Linked DNA regions of Zea mays: all the other regions are linked to region 1. Evidence: chromatin contacts called from public Hi-C data. All regions are on one chromosome and are shown on one strand. The core of a region is the stretch at or near the end of the contact, and the rest is flanking DNA. Distances in the headings are between cores, read along the strand shown.

Region 1 (2,856 bases), core at 259-2,758:
GTTGCAACCCTATTTGATACTGGTACCATGACCCCTAATTAATATGGCTGCTACAATCCTAACTAATACGCACAAGCATAAATGACACATTTGAGAGTCCTACAAAATAACAACCTAAGCAATCAAATGGTAGGGCCACGTCAAAACTCCTTTTTATAAGACCCCTAATCGGTATGTCTATACATGCCTCTGAAGATTATAAAAAGTAGAAACATAAGCATGAATGCAAAACCAATAACATTGATTGGTATACTTGTGACCCTGACCTATATGCATGATGCGATCAAGGTCATAACATAATTCATGTTATGTTGTTATATTGTGAACTCTAATCACAACTCATGTGGGACCCTAAATAAAAGTGGTGGTATGCATAAGATGTCGTGAAGGAAAACTATAATAAAAACATAACTTGTTCAGTCAATCATATTTATGTAACCGTGTAATCAGGAGATATAATGCATATAACCAAATTCAAATGATGACATATATATTGAAGAATTAAATGTAAAATAGCAATGACCATTGAATTTTTTATTGGATGAACTTTATCACATGATTGCACGGTTACACTGACATGATTGTTTATACATTATATATTATATATTCTCAACTAAATTGCTATTATGAAGATAATTTACTACAAGTTACATAGAGACTATATATATGCATAATAAAATCCAGTTTTGACAGCCCAAAATCCGTGGCGTGTCCATCACCTAATCCGATGTGGCGCCCAACACTCTCAAAAAAAAGAATGCACAAATGCATGCTTTAAAGTTCCACTTAAAAAATTAATATCTACAAAATTTAGTATTGAAATTGGATTTTTTACCTTCTTGTTCGTCACAATAAAAGCTTCAAAATTAGATCTCACTTGTCATATTTATCTTAGGATTTTATTAGAGTCAGTCATTCTATATTTTATCTTGAGTCATTTACGAGAATTACTGAGATAACAGTCATTTAGTAAGTCAGTCATTCTAAAAACAGACATTACGAAAAAAACTCAATCATTCCATCTTTTTAGCCTCAATCATTATGAGAATTTATAAAATAATCGTGATTTCATTCAAAAAACATGCACTACATGAAAAAAGTGAATAAACCCTATAATTATGTGAAAACACAGTCATTCCATCTTTTAGCTTCAAAAGTTTATGAGAATTACTAAGGAATAAGTTATTAGGGTCAGTCATTGTACTTATTAGAGTCCATCATTATATTTATTAGTGTTAGTCATTGAATTATTAAAGTCAATCATTGTGATTAAATAAAAAGATTGAAAATAAATACTTACTTTACTTAAGAAATGAGGTGTATAACATTTGCTTGTAATGGGAGCTGCAATACGCGCGCTGACAGGGACCATAGTGAGCGTGATACTAAATTGCTATTTGGCATATATGGTAAAAAAACTATCGCATTTAATAATTGTTTTTTTTTTTCAAAAAGGAACACCTATAACCTACCGACTTCCCGAGCTCGTCGCCGCCTGTTGCGTTCGCCCCTCCTTTTACCTTCTCCCATTCACGCCCCGTCTCTTTCGTGGCCTTCCTTTTCCGGCGGCCACAAGTGGGCGAGCGGCGGCGCCCTTCACCAGGTCTTCGTCGGGCCCTTCACCGGCGACGAGCATCCACCAGGTATGCCCGCCCCTTCGATTCCATTCTGCTGTGCGAAACGGAGCACCCCAACCCCAACCTAAGCTATTTGGTTTCGGATCTGACCCCAAGTACGTTTATTGTACATGCTAACTTCGGTTTAGAGGCAGCCATGTTGCTTGCTTTACACTTAGTATTATTTACTTTTTCCTGTTGGTAGCTTGTGGTGAGAATTTAATCGTGCCGAGGTTAGGACAGGCAAATGATCAAATTTAAGAATGTGCGCTTTGGATAAAATTTAGTATCGAAGTATCTGTTTCTTCTGTTTATTATCATTGCGGATGCAATTGTGAGGGAAATCTCAGAATGCTAGATTTATATTCTGTGAAAAACAAACTTAATTGCTGGAAATGTCCAGATTGAAGTAGTTGTTTCATTTGCAAAAAAAGGTACAGTTGTTTCATGATTGGGAGGAACATTACTGTTTGCAGAACAAATTATTTATTCATAAGCATTGGACTTGTCTCATCTAGGATGTTTTTAATGTTCAAATGCCTTCAATGTTGAAGGAGGGAATTGCGAAGTTGTTTTGTGATGATATATATAATATATTGGGCAGAAACGTGGAGCTCAGAGCATTGGTGCCTCTTTCCTCTTTCACCAAGGATTCCGGTGCCTTATTTCACAAGGTTAGACAAGTTTCTTCTGTTGTTTCAGTTATTCTATGACCCTGTTTGCAGTGTCCCAGCACCAAGATTTCTTGGAGTTGGGTATTACTAGCTCCATAAATTTCTGAATGTGGAGCTAGGGCTTAGGGGTACACCTGACTTGCTTTCTTTCTATTCTAGACAAAAAAAGTCTCAAGGGTCTTGATTCTTGTATGAACTCAAGATTTATGGTGGATCTTGGAGCTGGTATGTGACAAACAGGGTGTATTTATAATTAACAATGGTGTCTTTCTAGTTAACAATGGCATCGGCTGACCTGTCCTTTTCTTTCAGTGGGATGCTAAGCCTGGTCTAGCTACTAGATTATGAACTCTCTGCTGATCTAATAGCATTTCTACAAGAATTCTTTTGCTGGAAGGTTTATTAGTTATTTGCAACAATGAAGGAACATCTAATGCTTAATATTGATGACCTAAGCATTCTTGAGCCTAACGAGGTCATTGGGACAGTCAAGAATAAATCATCTGGGGAAACCATTGCACATCCACCCTCCATGGCTCATGCCATTTTAGCAGTGGGAGAAAGCA
Region 2 (2,856 bases), core at 220-2,719, 250 kb before region 1:
TAACTAAATTCAAGGTGAAGTCCATTGTTCAGTTGTAGAATAAATGTAGTCTTAATTCTAGGTGAATGTTTAACTGAACAGTCTCAATCTAAACACTAGTATATCAAAATAGCAGTTCACTTGAGAGCATTCTTTATGTGCCTTAAAAACATTTGGTGGGGATTGATGGATTCAAATGTGCTTAGAGCCCAAATTAATCATTAAATCATCTAATATGAAAGCGCCATATAATTCTAGAGAGTTAAAGGTGGTTAGTCTCACCTTCAAAATTAAGAGAATTCTAACTAACTTACAAAATGGACTGTACTTTTTTCCCTGGACACATGGGTGACGGACTAGTCTTCGGATTGATTACCATTAGCGTGTGGGTTATCAACTTTGTTTGTTTCAAAGCTGTGTGCTCCTTAAGCAGAGGCTAGAAGAAATTTTAAGGGCTTGTATCTCCTCGATGTAATGTGCTTGAAGTCATTAATAAAATCTTCCTGTATCAAAGGAAAAAATGTACACCATCTATAAAGTTGAAAAGGAAGACATGTGTCCACCTACGCGCGCTTGTATTAACTAGCCTTGTAATTTGTAAATCTGGTCGTCAGTTGACTTGGCTGCCCGCTTTGGCCCGTGACCGGTGCCAACTAGTAGCTGGTATATATAGTGATATTATTACCCGGTCGGGGTTTACCAACCAACTTTATTAGCCGAATTTGTCAAGGGAAAACGGTAACTTTTGACAAGATCGAGAGGGAGATTTGCGAGAAGATTGCAGTTGTTTTGATACGTTAGCTAGGCCCCGCGAGGTGCAATGGCCTCCAGGAAATGCCTGAATGGTTAGCAATAATGCTGAGAACTTGGGAGAAACCTTCTAGAAGAGAGTCTACGTGAGGGGTTGCGAAGACGACGTCATTATTGCCTCGTCCTCAAATCTATTGAGGTGAAAAAGACATGGCTCTTGCTGCTGCCTAGCGCGGCGCACACGGAAACGGACGTGTGCTGCCTGTGTGAAGTGCGCGAAGGCCCTCCCTCACTCCCCACTGCAATGCACCCAACACGGATGGCACCACCCACCGCGCACCCTGAACTGAAATGCTCTCTATCTATTAATAAAGCTGGAGACAGTGCTAAAGGGGAAACTAATCAGACTGGCTAACCGTGGAGTAAGCACTGCGACTGCGAGACAGTCCCACGGCCATGTTCGTTGAAGCGAAGAAAGAGAGGCGCGCAGCGCAGCCATATAGCTAGGGAGGGCCGAAAAAGGCTACGCCACAGGCTCTTCTGGTCAGAGAGAGAGAGAGACCGTATTGACTGACATTGCAGCAAGCAACGAGAAGGGCGGCTTTGGCAGGCCGAGGAGGCCAGAGAAGAGCAGCAGCAGAGAGAGAGAGAGAGAGAGAGAGAGACGAGTTGGGTGCAGTGCAGAGACCAGGGCGGCTTTGGGTTCAATAATATCCCATCACTCACACGCCACGGCATCATTGGCCGCGCTCCCTCCTTCCTCCTCCTGCTCTGCTCGTCTCCTCCGAGTGAGTCCCAAGTGAGCGCGCCCCGCTCCGCTCTCCGTTAACTGCCGCGTTCATTCAGTCCCATTATATTCACCGACCGCCTCTTCGTTGGAGCAGCAGCAGCAGCACCACACCAGCGCGGAGCTGCAAAGCTCCTCACGGCTGCTTTCTCGTGGCGCGGTGCATGGGAGCGCGGCTCTGAGAGGAAAAGAAGAGGAGAAAGGCGCGCAGGGAGGATGAAGTTCATGAAGCTGGGCTCCAAGCCCGATGCTTTCCAGTCCGACGGCGCCGACGTCCGGTGAGCACACGCCTCACTTTCTCTTCTCCCTCAACCATCTCTCTCTCTCTCTCCTGCTCAGGCCCAGTGCGCAGTGCGGTGATCTTTGCTGCCTCACAGTCTGTCCTATGGCATCTACCCGACGCTGCTCCCTAGGATCGCCGCATCCTCTTGATCTTGTAAGAAAAAAAACCATGCGCTTTTCTTTGTCGGACGCTCGAGTCCGGCTGATTACCAACAGCCTGCTCGGCCTCGTCCCCGTGCGGCGGTCGAATGATGCAACAGTACCATTCACTCCATTAACTGTGGTGGTGGTGGTGGTGGTGGTGGTGGTGGTGGTGGTGGTGGTGGTGGTGAGGGCGCCAAAGACCTCTCTTTTATTTCCCATCTAATTTGGAGGGGTTTCCTTTAGCTAGAAGAACAACTCTGTTTTGTGAGACGATGATGGCGATTGGCGAAGGTGGCGGGTGCTAACATGGGGCCGGGGGCGGTTTCGAGACCTTCTTTCACCACCATGCATGTTCTTGTTTGGACTGTGGTTTCAGAATAACCAACTCTCTTGTCCTTTCCTGCCTCGTTCCTTGATTTCGACGTGACATTGTACTTGGATTCTTTTTGTTGTTGCGTATATAGGAGGCACACTTTTTTTCTGATTGCCGATACCACCAAATTCGTTGGTACTTGCCGTTTCCTCCAAAAAGTTTGACCTTTTCCATCTCAACCCGCCGCTTGAGGCCTTCAATGGACTGCAACAATGCTGTATTCATAGTTTCTTTTCCTACCTGTTCCCGGATGTTTTTTTCGGGTGGGGGTGGGGGGATTGGGGGTTGGGAGAGTATTCTCTGCATTCTACTTTCTCTATTTCGTTTTAGTTGTCGCTCGATAGTACAAAATTAAACTATCCAGCGATAACTAGGGAATATTTATCTGTTGCATGATGCTATTTTCTGAACTAGATACATGTAAAAAGAAATTAAAAAATTCCCCTATTTCTGGACTTTCACGCTGGCATTCCTTGTTTCTCTTGGGAATAGTTGTTTGTGTCCATCCCGTTGTCGTCATGCTACTCGCTAGCTGTTCGGC
Region 3 (2,856 bases), core at 196-2,695, 150 kb before region 1:
CTGCGCCCTCCGGTGGTGCGAAGCCTGAGGGCCGCTGCGGTTGTCCTTCAGGGTCGCAGGTGCGGAGGGTGTCGTCTTCGCAGGCGCGAGGAACATTGTCTTCAGTGGCCTCTTGGTGGGTGGAGTGGGTGAGGGCGAGGGCCTTGCCCTTTCTTGCGGCGAGCAGTGCTGCCTTCGCAGCCTCGTCGGCCTTCGGGTTAGCTCTCTTGGGTGCCATCGCGGGTGGTTTTCTCGTAGCACGAACGGTGGACGCCAAATGTTGGAACTTGCTCTCGGTCGCGAGGGGATCCAACAAGGGTGAACAGTGGTGTCAACAGGGCACACGCGCTAGATGGCAAAAGCTCTGTTAATCCGGCCTCTCACGGGCACTGTGCAGGGGTATTTATAGGTACCTGAGCGCGCAGCGCCTTGAGCTAAGGACGCATGTGCCCTCAGCTACCTAGATTATCCCCAGAATATTCCCATAAAGCGGGGTTACAGACCGTAATTACAGGGATGTCTTTACAAATTAGGCCCGTAACGCACGGCGGCCACGCGGGGCCCGTAACGATGGGCCGGATCACACGTGGGCCTCTGAGCTGGACGAGGCTGCACTGTGGGACGCCCTTCGTCGCCAGTCTTCGTCTGGTGCGGTACATGCGAAGGGTGTCCCTGCCTGTTTTGTCTCTGTTAGCTCAGCTGCTGCAGCGAAGACTTCGAGCGAAGAGTGGCGCCTTTGCCTTTGCCCCAACAGGATGAGCTGGAGGCAGAACGTGCACCGGGGGTGCGCCTGGATTCCGCCGTTGAAGGTGCGACTGTGGGATGCGGGAGGGATGCGGCGGGCGAGCGGGATGCAGGAGGGATGAGCTGGAGGCAGAACGTGCACCGGGGGTGTGGACGCCTACAATAGACTTATAATTAGTAGTAGAGATATATATCAACTCATTAAAAATAATTCAATTTATTATTTTAAAAATAGAAGTAATAAGATTATTAAACTGTTTGGGTTCACCAGCTCCATGGATCTGCAGTAGCGACCGGCCAGGTCAGGATTCAGGAAGGAAACAAGCCAATAGGGCATGCATATCTCATTTTATCCATCAGAAAATCTATATATCCCTGCTTCCACCGTCTGGTACAGATCGACGTGCTCCGACCATGCATGGCATGGGGCGTACGTGGTCTCGTCACTTTCGTGCATATATATGATCTCTACTAGCTAATCGCCATGATTAACTACTGCATCAAAGGTCCGTCGTCTGTATAGTTACGTTCCCCATGACGACGACGACGATACGGTTTCGACGTGGCACCTACCGCGCGCGTCCGCATCACCCCTCCTTTTTCCGATCCCTCTGCGCGGCTGCACCTCCCACCCACCGCGCGGCGCGGTGCGGCCCTGCGCGCCACTCCGCTACTGGCTGCTACAACACGCTGCGGCCGCTACCGCGCTATCTACTTAACCGGCTCATCACCTGCTCCGGCTCTTCCGATCGTCTCTCGCTTTCGCTCACAACGCGCGCGCGCGTCGGCACAAGCTCACTTTACGCGCGCGAGAGAGCACAGGCACGGGCACGACTCCACTCTCTCGCGCGGCTAGGTGTAGGTGTAGTGTAGCTAGCACGCTCCAGTCCCCCGGGCCATGTCGTCGGCGGCGGCGGCTCCCCGTGTGCCCGGGGCCGCACGGAGGCTGTCTCAGTCTCCGAAGCCGCCTGGAGCCAGGGACAAGGAGCCGCCTCCGCCGGCGTCGGCCAGGAGAAAGAATCTGCTGCCGTCGCCGGCGTCGGCCAGGGGCGCCGCGGCGTCCATGCTACTGCGCCGTGCCGCAGTCGCCGGTGGTGGGCGGGGGAGCAGCTACGTGCACCCGTCGTCCTCGCTCAGCGTCTCGTGCGCGTCGGAGGCGTCCACCGAGTCATTCTGCAGCCGGGCGTCCACGGGCCGGATCGGCCGCCGCCCCGCGGGCCCGCCCGCGGGGGCTCCCCGGCGGAGGGCGGCGGGCTCTGCCGGACCTCCCTCCGCGCGGCCGGCGGCGGCGGCGTCGGCGTCCAGGAAGGTCGCTAGTAGCGGCGTCGTGCCAGGCGGCGGTGCAGCGGCCACTACTGTTCACCATCAGGCGGTGCCGCCGGTGGTAGCAGGCGGCTTGTTGAACGGAGAACCCACCGCGGCGGCGTCAGCGGGGCCGCCGAGGTGCCCCTGGATTACCCCTAACAGTGGTAGGTGGTCAAAACAAATCATTCATGAGCTTATTTATGGCTATTTTCGGTAAGGTCAAGACACATTTGCTAGCTTATCGTATGTATACGAAGACCTACAACATATATACTAGACACTTTAGACGACTGCTTTTCACCTTTAATTTGTCATGAACTCATGATAGACATCATGCATATATATTCTTAGATTATTACATCTAGATTAACAGATATCAATTGTAACAATATACATACGTACACAGTTAGTGCCAGCCCCCCCCCCCAACCCCCCAATCAATTTGGTTGGAGAGATCAGAGCATGTACAACACACATAAATGTCTTACATATCTTAAAGGGTATTAAAAACACAAGAGACAATATCTTGTAAAGGAACGTCTCTGGCACAGTTCTCTAAGTCTAGATACGGTTCCACACATACAACTCACGTAAATGAGTCGTACTCAAGAGGCTCTAGTGAATAAAATATAAGGCTTAGATATATTGGATTGTATGAAGGGGTTTCTTAGGTGTATCTAGTGCTTAAAGAACCATAATATAGTATCTAGTTTGTATATGCCATTAGGTAGAAGTGAAGACGCGGCTGGTCTAGTAAGGAATGCTTGCCTACATTTAGAGAAACGGTGGTCATGCATTTTTTTTCGCTTTTTATGGTTGGAGATTTAC

What was found. A called contact is a pair of places that touch in the nucleus more often than the background predicts.
Region 2: a contact with region 1 is called in a Hi-C map of tassel, with 2.7 times the contacts expected there. The contact joins the promoter of LOC100281544 here to the promoter of LOC100284144 in region 1. A contact is called at or near these places in 2 of 25 Hi-C or Micro-C datasets (leaf and tassel).
Region 3: a Hi-C map of ear shows a contact between it and region 1, with 3 times the contacts expected there. The contact joins the promoter of LOC103649150 here to the promoter of LOC100284144 in region 1. A contact is called at or near these places in 9 of 25 Hi-C or Micro-C datasets (bundle sheath, ear, leaf and 2 more).

Annotation. Positions count from the first base shown.
Region 1 is chr2:186,704,425-186,707,280 of Zm-B73-REFERENCE-NAM-5.0, reverse strand. LOC100284144 reads left to right here and starts at 1,508. Exons shown (of 10, transcript NM_001157041.1): 1 at 1,508-1,643; 2 at 2,221-2,290; 3 at 2,450-2,515; 4 at 2,603-2,856. The coding sequence starts at 2,709.
Region 2 is chr2:186,951,445-186,954,300 of Zm-B73-REFERENCE-NAM-5.0, reverse strand. LOC100281544 (putative phototropic-resoponsive NPH3 family protein) reads left to right here and starts at 1,469. Exons shown (of 4, transcript NM_001154463.3): 1 at 1,469-1,794. The coding sequence starts at 1,733.
Region 3 is chr2:186,858,696-186,861,551 of Zm-B73-REFERENCE-NAM-5.0, reverse strand. LOC103649150 (DNA glycosylase superfamily protein) reads left to right here and starts at 1,445. Exons shown (of 5, transcript XM_008673484.4): 1 at 1,445-2,192. The coding sequence starts at 1,622.